Regions from separate parts of the Gossypium arboreum genome. Here region 2 is linked to region 1. Evidence: chromatin contacts called from public Hi-C data. All regions are on one chromosome and are shown on one strand. Each heading gives the region's core, a stretch centred on a gene start, on an enhancer-like site or on the middle of the called end of the contact. The rest is flanking DNA. Distances are from core to core; before and after follow the strand shown.

Evidence for each region. Hi-C and Micro-C count contacts between places; a contact is called where the count stands out from the background.
Region 2: a Hi-C map of leaf shows a contact between it and region 1, with 4 times the contacts expected there. The contact joins the promoter of LOC108489240 here to the promoter of LOC108489507 in region 1. A contact is called at or near these places in 2 of 5 Hi-C or Micro-C datasets (both in leaf).

Annotation. Positions count from the first base shown.
Region 1 is chr10:11,749,018-11,755,798 of ASM2569848v2, reverse strand. It overlaps LOC108489507, which reads right to left and starts at 3,149. Exons shown (of 10, transcript XM_017794104.2): 1 at 2,885-3,149; 2 at 1,548-1,953; 3 at 1,319-1,455; 4 at 926-1,039; 5 at 736-819; 6 at 274-450. The coding sequence starts at 1,865.
Region 2 is chr10:11,921,002-11,927,825 of ASM2569848v2, reverse strand. It overlaps LOC108489240 (DEAD-box ATP-dependent RNA helicase 41), which reads right to left and starts at 3,611. Exons shown (of 4, transcript XM_017793627.2): 1 at 3,477-3,611; 2 at 3,160-3,283; 3 at 2,245-2,337; 4 at 1-1,551. The coding sequence starts at 2,314. The coding sequence ends at 14.

The sequences.
Region 1 (6,781 bases), core at 1,900-4,399:
TGCTGATCTGCTCTATAGAATCACACCATTTACATTTGTAAAACCCACTACGAAGAATATGAGAGCTACGATATTTCATATATTGTCTAAATAAATGAATCCCTTTTGTCGGTAACAGAGAACCTATGAAGGAACTACAAAAGGCAAAGTACTAAACTCAGGCAAAGCATACTTTAAGAAAGCAATTTTCAAACTCTCACCCTTGTGAACTTCAACAAGATGGGCAAAATGACAATACATGCAGAAAGGTGGTTTACCAGGGAAGGACATTACCTTCTCTGTAGTTCTCCTCCCTTCACAACAGAAGAATTTTGGTTATCACTACTGCATGCTCTCTCATCCGCAGCCCATGAACAAGATTCAGAAGTACCTGTAGCATCCTGCTCAAGATTGACAAGCTTAGATTCATTCGAATGTGAGAAAATCCCTTTCTCACTAGCCCTTCTTGACCTACCAAAGAAATTGCAACCCAAAAATGAGATTTGATCTAAACACAAAAAAGGGAATTAAATTTTCAATAAAAAGTGAATAAAGAAAATTAATCCTTCATTTTTATTGTTTTGAACAACCAATTAGAAGAGGAAATGTCCAAATTGAACAACCTATGGCACTGTTATAACAATGACACCAAATAACAAGTTCCCGAAGTAACATCCTTGACAATGTGTCACACAGAAGAATCTTTCTCTGCTAAAGCCTATCACTTATACATTGAAATATGTAGCAAATTCTAACCTCCAAAACTTATGCACAATTTCTTGTTCTGGGTCTTTGCAGCTTTCCCATTTAACCTTCAATTTCTGCAAATAATCTATAATACTGCCACAAGAAGCAAAACAATGTTGCAATCACATAATCAGCATCAAATAAACCTGGAACAAGAATAGCTTCTATTCATAGGTAAATTTAGCTATATGTTACATACTCATTGTGGTAGTCCTGTAACTCGGAGTAATACGCTTTCTTCTCGTCCTTTAAATGTTGTTCCTCCTGAATAACAGCATCAGGGTGAAGATAACCCGAGCAAAGTAATGAACCCCTGCAAACACAAATTCCAGTCAAATCTAGCAGAATCAAACCCTACATTAGAACCCTCAAATACCATATCTCCTGAAAATAGAACAAGAAAAATAACACATTACCCCAAGAGCTGAAACTTCTCCGTATACAAGTAGAAAAAATGCAAAACACATGCAAGCATTTATGCAGAATTGTATTTGTGATGCATGTAATGCATGGCCAATAGAAACTACAAGTAGAAAGGATTCATTCTCCACGGTAGGAAAAAGTGTCAAAAGCAATACACATATATACTTGCCATTTAAGAAAAGGATTTCCAAAGTGAAAGTTATCCCCAGCAAGCAATGCTTGCAGAACATGCTCTTTGTCAGTTCCTGTAGGAAGAAACTGCATCAGATGATTTCTCTCGTTTTCAGACAGAAGAGTCTGCCAAACCTGTAAAAATTTCATGTAAATTCCATAAATTATGAGCTCAGAATACAGAGGATACTGGAAACAACTGTGATAAAGAATAATAAGGATATTACCTCATAAGAAAGCACCTCTGTCAGGTTCTCTAAGTCAAAAATTTCATGCGGAAGAGTCAAAACATCCGCCAAAACTCTGTGGTAATGTATTGTGGAATCTGTAAATGGCCTCAAGTGCCTCCAACTTAAGCCAATTTGATCCCTTTTAGCAACAACTTTTTTTTGGTTCCCATCCCATTCAAGCGAAATACAAGATTTTGTGTTTAAATCATTTTGCAGTGAGTCAAGTTTTTTCCTTTTTGTTCTGTATTGGTCTTTAAAATTGCAGCCAGCAATGCTGGCTCCATTCAGCCGCTTTCTCTGTTGATCAGCAGCCATTAGCACCAAATGTCAAAAGAATGGAAAGAAAAATATTTTAGCAATGTACAAGGAGTTACGCTCTTGATCATACACACCGAACATCTTCCTGCATGAAAAGAAAGAAAACAATTACTGAATTAAAAGCCACCAAGGAAAGCCCTTGAATCATCAAAATGATAGCAACACATAATTAGTTCACCTTTGAACCAGAATAATTCAGAAAATTGTCTAATAATTCGAAGCACAACACAACACATCCAGCGCTTCTAAATTCATATACAAAGTTCAAAATAAACCAGGAAACAGAACTAAGCATGTGAGAAAATTATAAATTGAAGTGATATTGTAACAAAAACCACAAAACCCAAACCAAACCCAAAATAAACAGTAACAATAACAAATTTTTCCAAACTTCTAATTTGGTTTCTTGCACAACATCATATGAGGGAATAGTGCACTCGGGAAAGAAACATAAGATGACGCCAACGGAAGCAAGTACAGCAACAAAACTAACCCAGTTAAAAATATCCCATTTACACACCAATTATTCAGTCAAACATAGTATATCAGTTATTGTAATCGATTTAACTCAGCATTCAGTAAGCAGCACATAGCAAATAATACAAGTTATAGAAACTCTATCCACAATTAAAAAATAAAATACACAACTCAAATTCAATACATACAAACAAACAGAAAAAAAATTAAAAAAAATTCATAAAACAAATTCACTAATTAAAATAGCAGGCAGTAATCAAAAGGAGACAAATTGGATAAACGTAACTTACTATTCTCAAATAAAAAACAAGGAAACCCTAAAAATAACAAAACCCAAAAAATTCATCTGGGGTAACAAAAAAAGGAGTAGGAAAAAGGAAGCCGGCACTGAGGCAAAAGAAGAAGAAAAACAAGTTAGGGAATGGGCAGAAAAAGGTGGCGCCTGGTAAAAAAAGAATCGGCAAGAGAGAAAAAGGCTTAGGAATTATCCAAAAGAGAGACAGAGAGGAAAATAGAGAAATAGTGCAAGTAATACATACAAACAAACAAGGAGGAGAGAAGGAGTTAGGAACTGGGGCAATCAGACGGGTGCGGTTTCTCGGAACCGTTATGTGATGAGAGCATTGAATCGTTCATTCGCGCGCGGGGGGGCTCGGCTCTTGGCTTCTCTGGCTCTAGCCGCTTCCTACTCTCCTCTTCTCTCCTCTCCTGCATACTATACTTGTCTTGTGGCCTCGGTCGCTCGCTGCACTTCATTTTTCCCCTCTACATATTCCTTTTTATTTTAGGGTTAATTTACTACATGTCCTCAAACTAGAGTCCAATTTTTAATTGATCTTTATATTTTATAAATATTTTAATTAAATTCTCAAAATATCATTATTGTATCAATTAAGTCCTTTAATGCTTAGCAGTTACAATTTAATTCAAATATTAAGCGAAACATAGTTAAAATACATGTATCAAATTATAAATGTGTGTACTTACTACATGGATAGTTTGGACTAGCAAACAATTCTGGTAATTTTCATGTATATTTTATAACTCATATTCAGAGTTCAAGATTGTCCTCCCAACAATGTTATCTCCAAAGTCAAACCCTATTTGAGTTAATTGAGTACTAAGTCAGTTAGAAAATTATAAAAATATTATTTCATAATTAAAATAAGTCATATTATTCAAGATGTTCTTGTCTTTCTATTTTAACAAAAATAAGAAAAATATACATATATTGGTATTTGAACCCACATTAATTGGATGAGTAAAAACTTAAATTTATCACTCAACCAAAGTTTTATTTTAATATTTTTATACATTTTTTAATATGCACAATTTACTATCTCTACCAATTTGTATATATTAAAAATGTTGTTAATTGAGATGGTGTCACAACTCAACTTGACATTAACTCACAATTGATAACAAAACCGTAATAAATAATCGAGTGTATTTAGTATTGTTTATCGATGAATTTATGTGTTTAAATATTATTTTACTTATAATTTGATCTAATTTTTATTTTAATATTATACATATTTCAATATGTGTTATTATAATTAATTTATTTTAAACCATACATTTTATTTTTTATTGTATGATATTTTTAAATAAACACGAATACTCTGAATTTATAATTTTCGCATACCATAGAATTTCTATTTTAATAATTTTTATATATATATATATATGTGGATGCTACAATGTTGCCACTTACGAGGCTTGGATTGGATATTTCATTTTCCAAGTACCTGTAAAAGTCTCTTTCTTTATAGAATATAAAAAGTTGGCAATAGCTTACGGAAATGGTTATTATAATTTTTTTAATTAGACTTTTTTTCTAATTTATAAATATATATATAAACAGTTAGATAAAAAATTGAACAATCTATTTTAAAATTAATTTTGAAGTTAACTTTTTAACTTAATAATATAAAAATATTATTTTATTCATCATTAATAATATGTTTTAAAATTAAATCGATAATCAAACCCATCATAATGTGATTAAAATAAAATATTAATTCAACTGTTAATTCAATCTATTTAATTGATTTATATTAATTCTTGATCTAATCAATTTCATACTATTCTCTAAATTGATACCCAATTCACGGCCTCATCTAAGAGAAGTTAGATGTATTCTATTTTAGACACCCCAATCTTTATTTTCTTTTCTCTTTTTTTTTTTTTTGTTTAAATGAAATAGATGGTTTGATATTTAATGAAATTTAACAGTGCACGTTAGAAATGTGCAAAAAGTTGTGATTATAAATATGTTTATTTATTAATTAAAAGTATTCATTTCCTAGTTGATGTTTCGGCTTGGCTTTTAGCCTAGTAGTCTAGTCTGCTTGAGCTTGATTATTGGATACGGGGACTTTTTGGCCCCATACTGAACGTTTTATCCTTTTGCTCTAACCATCATTTATTATACACAAATTAAACTCATTTAATTTTTTTCCAATGTATTAAATATTCACAAAATAATTTAATTATAATTATTAGAATAGTAATTTCATTTTCTTGTAATTAAAAATAAATTTATTTTTTATATGTGCTTCGTTATATATTTTCGCCATTTGGACACGTGTTAGCATCAAAAGTATTATTGACTTTCCTGTTGTCTCTATTTGAAATTATACGTTGTTTAACCATTGCCTTTAGTATCTTTAGATGAGACCATTTGTCCCTTCCTCGAAGGATTTAGCAACCTATTTTTTAAATATGAACACTCTTCAGGTGTAAACACTCCTTTAAGGTTATGAAGGGCCCAACTGGGCATAACAACATTGTACTGATTGAATGAATAATGAAATTGGCCCCATGGTGTATGTCTTTTATGCATTAGATAAGGATAATCTTCTTCATTGCAATCTTCCACGTCATACTAATGGACAAGGGGATCTCTCCTATAAATATATTGATCAACGATGAATAAAGAATCGATTCCCAACACTCTAAAGTTACTTTGAGCAGATTACCCTCTTAATTAGCCTATCCTCTCGTCCTAGTTCTGGATCTCAACCATTTAGATGAATTGACCTCCATAACGCCACATTGATCTCCTTCTTATTCCTCATTGTCTTCCTCATTTATTATACATTGTGCCAACAATTGGTGTGGTAAACGTGACTTGCACAGAAATTGGGGCTCGAAAGCTTCATATTCACATTGCTTCCTAGTTGATGGCAAAACAGATCCAATGAGAGTATGATGTTAAAGACCTTATTTTAACTAAATACTACCCCATAGTAATGAAACTATTGCAGAACTTTCTAGAAGTCCAAGTTGACAAGGTTCTTTGATTCGTGTATACAAAAGCTAACCCTTTGTCTAAAGTTGCATCAACAGTAAGAATTCGAGAAAGGGGTAAGATCTTACTAGAGCACAATGAGGCCCCCAACTATGAGTCAGTGAGAAAAGTCTTAAACATAAACTTTAGAAGTACATGGATGACGTCATTGATAAAATTCTTATCTGGTGAAACAACACCCTCCAACCCTAAATAACTTGATCACATTTCACGTCTAGCTTCTTGATACACATTTATTAATGAGATCTATACAAGAAAGTTTTTTGCAGCCACTCTTAAGATGCCTAGATCTATTCGAAGCCAAGTACGTGATGCGAGAGGTTCATGAGGCTATTTATGGCCACCATTTGGGGGCAAAAGCCCTGACCTAAAAAAAAAATTACGGTAGAGGTATTATTGGCCTACCATGCAAAAAGACACAACAACCTTTTTCCAGAAATTTTTACTTATCCCCATGCACCCACTGAACCCCTATATATCATTTCGAGTTAATAGCCTTTTGTAGCGTGAAGCTTTGATAGTGCTAGGTCATTTTCGCAGGCCATAACACAAAAAAAGTATATTGTGGTTACCATAAAATATTTAACAAATTATATGGAACTGAAAGCATTAGCCACCATCATAGAAAAGCAAGTGGAGAAATTTATCTAGAAAACCATCATATGCAAATATGGAATCCCACACCTCATCATTGTTGATAATGGGATGCAATTCCAAAGAAAGTTCAAAGAATTTTGTGATAACCTTCATATAGCTCTAGTGCACAACTCGATCAAAACTCCCTAAACAAATAGGCAAGCGAAAGCTACTAATAAGAAGATCATATAAGGCCTAAAAAAAGGTAAAAGATGCAAAAAGCAAATGGTTAGATGAATTGCTTGATTTTTTTAATCTCTGCGGAGTATATCACATTCAGGGATAAGAAAAATCCCTTTCAACCTTATGTTTGGCATCAAGGTTGTGATACCAGTCGAGATTATCTTTAACACACACTGAGTGGTTCACTATACTGAGTAGGCCAATGAAGTCAAGCTTCAGGAGAACCTAGATTTATTGGATGAAGTGAAAGATCAAACATTAATCTGATTGGTCATCCAAGCTCAGCAAGTGGCATAGTAATATA
Region 2 (6,824 bases), core at 2,362-4,861, 170 kb before region 1:
AAGGCACGCAACTTCAGCCACCATATTTTCTTTTCTTGAAGTTCTTGCCTGATGGCAAAGAAACAACATTATACCGTGAATTACCAAGTTCTCGAGGAATAATAGCTCCAGAGGATTTTAAAATATCTACAAACTCCGGAATCAATTTCTTATCCTCATCGTTCACAAAAACAATTGCATTACCCTCCTCCCCTAATCTTGATGCCCTACCAATCTGATGCACATACTCCTTAATGGAATTGGGCATATCAAACACTATCACCTGTCTCACAGCTAAAAGATCAATTCCGCGACCCAAAATCCCAGTAGACACAACTACTGATACTTCTCCAACTAAAAACATCCTCATTATTTCCCTCCTTTCCTTCATGGACTTCGTCCCATGTATTGACAAAGCTTTAATTCCAGTGGTGGCTGTAATTGCATCAGACAGTAGATCTGCCCCTGCTCTGGAACCCACATACACCACAGCAGGTGGCCTAAAGTGTTTACTCCTTAATATGTCAAAAAGCTTTTGCTTTTTTTGTTTTGACTCAACCCAGATGGCTAGCTGCTTCACAGCCCTACTCGGCCTGCTAGGCTTGCCAATAGAAACACTAACTATATCGGTTGCCATACAACTTGCTATTTTCTCCACGTCTTGTGAAATTGTTGCAGAATACATCAGTAACTGGGGTTGTGACAGAGCCCTAAAAATCTGCATCACCTGGTCCCGGAAGCCCCTTTGAAGCATGCAGTCTACTTCATCCAGACCAAATATCTTTACGTCAGTTAGTTCAATATCTTGCTTGGTTAAAATATCAATAAGCCTGCCCGGTGTTCCAATAATTAGTTCCACTCCTTGCTGAATGCGATAGAGTTGTCTAGCAATGGGATCTCCACCAACCACAAGTGCAGTTTTGAAAGGCAAACCTTTTCCAAGCAACTTAGCTTGGTCCTCAACTTGGATACCTAGTTCCCTAGTTGGTGTTAGAACCACCGCTAATGGCTTTCTGATATTTGAGTTGTTGTTGGGGTAAAGTTTTGCACAAAGAGAAATAATAGGAATAAGAAAGGAAGCAGTTTTCCCAGAGCCTGTGTCAGCTGAAACAAGAAGGCTTCGTCCATCTAAAGCAGCTGGGATTACTTGCATCTGGACCGGTGTTGGCATGACATACCCTGCAGTTTCTATATTTTGTAGGAGCTTCTGAGGAAGACCACAGGAAGAAAATGCCAATACTGGAGCAGGAATCACACCTCCTTTTACATGAATTTCAAGTTTGTTTCGAAGCAATTCAGCTTGATCACAAGTTAAAGATGGAGAGCCTGACCTATCAACAGAATCTCTAACATAAAAGCATTCATCAGTAGCAGGTAATCGCTGAGTAGATGATGAGCAAACTGGCAATGAGTTAGCAACCCTGAGGAGTATGGCTTGTTTACATTCCAAGCTGCAAATATCATCATCTGTCTCATCACATACATACTCGCCATAGCGCCCGCAAATAACACATTTAGGTTCATCCGCCAGAGCATCTCTCTGATCTTTAGAATTCAGTTTAACATCATCATCTGCACAATAGATGGAAAATTCAATGTAGAAAATACGTAAGTCTGAGCTTACTATTCCAAGAAGCAAACAAGAAAGAAAGGAAAAAGAAGTGTCATGAATGGTCACACAACATGCAAAGCTGAAGGTTCGCAAACAGAACACAAAAGGAACATGTAACACACACGAGCATGCACAAAAAATGAAACATGATGAAAAAAATAATGGATGGCTTAGGGCACATTTTGAAAAGCTTGCTTTCTGTGTGTTTGTCTGGAAATACAACAAAAATTGCGTTTATCAGCCAAGTTTTGTTTCTAACTTTAAAAAATAATAAAACAGAGCAAACAAACACGTTTTCAGTTTCAATAAATTAAAAATAAAAGAAAACAAAGACTTACAACTTTCGGAATTCAACTTCCAACCACCTTTACTTAAGTACTATTTTTTGTATCATTGTAACAAAAACATAGCAAATAAACGTGTTTTCAGTTTCAATGAATTAAACATAATAGAAAACAAAAATCTCTGGAAACATAAAACATTGAAAAAGAGGCAAGAACCTGAACGACCCCTTAATTACAAATACTGGCAATAAACCAAAAATAAGGAGTAGAAAGCACTACAAAGAAAAATAAGATAGCCAAGATATGGGAAATACACTACAAGAATCAACAGGGAAATAATTTAACAAGTCAAAAGTGGTGTATAATTACCAATCCCTTGATAAATATCTTTCTGTAATACTGAACTTTCACAAGGATCATTTCCATTTCCATCCTCCATGACATAAGCTGGTTAAAAAAGATCTAATTGGCAGAAATTCAATAATGAAACAAGGTGTAAAGTAGAATACAAATGCAGCCAGCTGTTTGGGAATAGCAGATAAATGGAGTACTAAAACCCAATGAAATATTTATTATCAGGCAAAAAAAGGGAAACCAAAAAAAATCAGAGTCACTTGGAACTGGATATTCTACATGAAAGCTGATTATAAAGAATTGATTTATACAAAACAACCAAATGAAAAAAATGAAGATTGTAAGAGAAAATGATGAGGAGATAGCCAGACAGGTATAGTAAGTAATAGTGAAATCATTGTCATTTGCCACGGGTTAAAGAGGCAATCACATTCACTTAGATATGAGAAGAAAAGGGTAGATGAGCTAACATATTGAAAGCTATTAGCCGTTTGATTTCACTATCAGGATTCAGGACAGGATCAGCCTCTTTTCGCTCTAACCCAGGAAAATAAACTTCATTTAAACTTATTATTCTCTTATTAATAGCATTATGACTAGGCTATCAACAACAAAAAGAAATAGGGGTGACGACTTAGACAACCTGCACGGTAAAAAAGGTTAAGCAGCCATTGCTAATCATCTTGTTTCCTCCTTGCGGAACAGAATTCAACACTTTATTTTCTTACATTTAATATATTAGTGTTACCAGTATTTGATAAGCAATAAACATCACAATCAAAAGTTTTGTGAAAGCAAAAAAAGACAAAAATAAGTTATGGGTATGCGGGCAGACAAATGCAAATCAAGGTCGCCCAGATTTAATTTAGTTTCCAAAGGGGGAAATTATATATACAGAAAAGAAATAGAAGGAAGAAGAAAGGCGCGTACCGAATAAAGGGAATTGGAATTTGAAAGGCCTGGCCTGGCCTGGCCTCTCTTTAGAACTTATAACTACCAGCAATCAACTATGGCGGTTCAGCCTATCTCCTCTTCTGCAATCTGCGGTATGCACCTGGAAAATTGTTAACGTTAGGAATTGGAACGCCAAAGGCCGAAACAGGAAGACAGGAAGCGAACTCGCGCGCCAACCTCTTCAACCCAACCCAACTCAACTCAACACATAGACAATATGAGTCTAATCATAATGGATTTGCTTATTTCAGTTTATTCTGTAAAATCAACTGAGCAACTTGGGCTAAGACTACCTTTCTTTCCTATCCCCGAATTGCGTAACCCTAAGAGATAGTAATGGAGTTTGGACTGGAATAGGTATTGTGAATTCACCATCACTATATTATTAACATGTTTTACTTCAGCGGTGTTGGAATCGAAATAAATAAATTTTTTGAATTAATGGAATTCATAACTCTCATTTTATTATTTTAATTTCATCAAGTTAAATGGAATAAAATTATTTTAATTAAATTAAAAAATTAAATATTTCAAATTAAAATTTTATTACAATATAACTACTCCATTCAAACTATATAAAATCTTTCAAAATAAAATAAGAAAATAATAATAATAAACTTGAATAATTAATTTACTTATTTAGGTTTCAAAATTATTATTTTATAATTATTTTATATATATTTTTAATTTTTATAATTTTTAAAAATATAAATTTTTAATTTTATAAATATTTTAATTTTTTTTGTAATTTTTGTTGATAGAAAGATCAATTGGCTCAATTTTAAAATTGACAAAAATCAAATATATATTTATAGTAATCAATTATTCGAGTTATTTAAATTGTAAAATTAATTTGAGTTTAACTCGAAACTTAAATTACTTACTTGAGTTTAGTTAAAAAAATTAAAAATTATAAATAATCCAATACGATTAAATCGAAATTCTATTTTTTTATTTCTTCGAGACAAACGAATTTTGCTCCGCAACCCTCTGCCATACATGTTAAAATAAATAATATAATTCATGAAATTTATTTATAATTTTGTTTATTTTTCAAATTATAAAGAACTTACCCTATGATCCATGTTACTAATAAGGTTTTATTGACGATTTAGCTGCTAGATTATACATCCTTTTCACTTTAATACTTAATAGTCACTTGGCTATTTAAAATACTTATTTATCCCAATTTATCTCTTACAAGTTGGAATTAAACCTTTCGAGCTGAACTAAGACAAAATAATAATTTAAATATTAGATTGAATAAAAAACTTAGGGTTAAAGTATGCAACATGTCCTTATACTTTTTACAAATTTAGAAATTAGTCCTTGTACGTTTATTTTCAGAATTTAGTCTTACTTTTCCTATGTCAAAATTCAAAGTCAATTGTTAATATTGTTATTTTGTTTTTTTAAAATTTGTTCATGTGAGATTTTTATATAAAACATATTCACTTGATAGCAATATAACTAAAAATGACATTATAATAAACCTGAATTTAACAAAATAATTTGAACGGTGTTAATAGAGTGACTAAATTTCTAGGAAGTTTAAATATGCCAAAGGTCTTTGTACTCTTTGAAAATTTAAAATTTAGTCTCAATACTTTAATTTTGAGACATTGAGTCTTTGTACTTTTTTATTTAAAAATCTCAGTCCCTCCATCTAATTTTACCGTTAAAGTTAATGATTATTGGGGTAAAACTGAATCATGCAATGAACATGAATGAAAAATAAGAAAATTGGACACATATATGTGGAAAAACCTTTCTAAAGAGGATAAAAAATCACAAGTAAAGAAAACTTCACTAAAACGACAAAAAAAAACCCGAAGAAGAGTACAAGATGGAGAACCAACCAAATCCGAAATTCCCAAAATACGAAGGTCTCCCGAAATTCCTACAAACTCTCTCTTAATTTTTGCTATTGAATCTCTCACTCTAGGATTGCTAAAAGCCTTATTTATAGGCTATAATTTGTGACTAATTTGATTAGAAATATCCTAGAGTAATTAGAATTTGACAGGGAAAAGATAGCCGAGTTTAACTAGGAGAAGAAACCCAATTAAGTGGGGAATATGTTGCCACATCGTGATGTCGCTATCAGCTCGTCGGGACATCACTTGTTGCCTCATCGGGACGACAGGTTCTTCTCATTGTGACGCCGTGTGTCGCGTCGTTGGGATGTCGACTCTTACTCATAACAATGTCGTCGTCTATTCAATCGAAATGTGAGACACACTCCACAATGATGTCAAAGGTAAAGTAACTTTTTTAGCCCTCAGCATTTACAATTTTTTGTCAATTTGGTCCTTGTCCTTTAAAAGAGCATAAAAAATTAAAATATATATATTCCATTTTAAATAAAATATAAAATTACATTTTTAAAAATAAAATTATGAAAAAACTCTTTAAAATTTAAAAACTAAAAAAAATTAATTATAAAATCCAAAATTCAATGTTATCTAAATCAAATTAGGCCAAGCAGTTAGATTGGTTGGATTGAGAACCAATTGGAGTAACGGTCCAGTTTGAGGTAAAAATCGATCGACCCACGAGCTATGTACGAATTGGTTGAATTAAGCTATAAAAATGATTAAACTAGTAGTTGAATCAATTCCAAATTTGTCGGGCCAATTAGTTTCCAAAACCACTCACTTGATTGGCTTAAAAGCAAATTATTAAAAAAATAAAAAATAAAAAATTTAAAATTATAAAAATCGATTCAACTTCTAGTTTAATTGTTTTTTAACCTAGTTCAACTAGTCCATATTGATTCGTGAGTCAACCAATTTTTTACCTATCATAGAATCGATACCCCAGTCTGTTCTTAGTCTAACTGATTTAGTCTAACTTAGATAATATTGAATTTTAGATTTTTTTTTAAATTTAATTTTTTTAATACAAAAAATGTAAAGTTTTAAAAACATTTACGTACTTTTAAAGCGTATAGACCAAATTGACAAAAACCTGTAAATGTTTAAGGCTAAAAATGTTTAAATTTTTTAAAAACTGATTGACCCAGAACCAATACGAATTGGTTGAACCAGGTTAAAAACCTAATTAATTTGACAATTAGAATCGAATTTTATATATATATTTTTTATTTTTAATAATTTATTTGCTATGAACCGGTCAAACTAGTCGTTTAAGGGATCAATTGGTCAAATCAGTTTTCAAAATTGATTCAACCGGTTTTTCTGTAACGGTTCAAGGCCCAATTAGTTTTTTACCTCTCATCGGACTGATACCCTAGTCAGTTCTTAATCCAACTAGTTGGTTTGGTCTGATTTAGATAACAATGAAATTTGGAAAATCTTATATATTTAAAATCATTTTTATTTTTGAATTTTAAAGAGTTCTTATTTTCATAATCTTTTTATTTTAAAATTATAATTATAATTTTTATTTAAAATATGAAAATTTTTAATTTTTTTAAATTATACTTTTAAAGAGTAAGAATCAAATTGACAAAAAAAAAAAACTATAAATAGTGATGGCTAAAGAAATTATTTTAGCTTTACCATCATTTTTCGTTCACTTTAATGAGAAAAATAGAGGAAATGACGGCTAAATAAGGCATATATGCCGATTTTTTATTTGGCCTTTTAGGCTATTTTTTTAATTTAGGGAAATAGGTC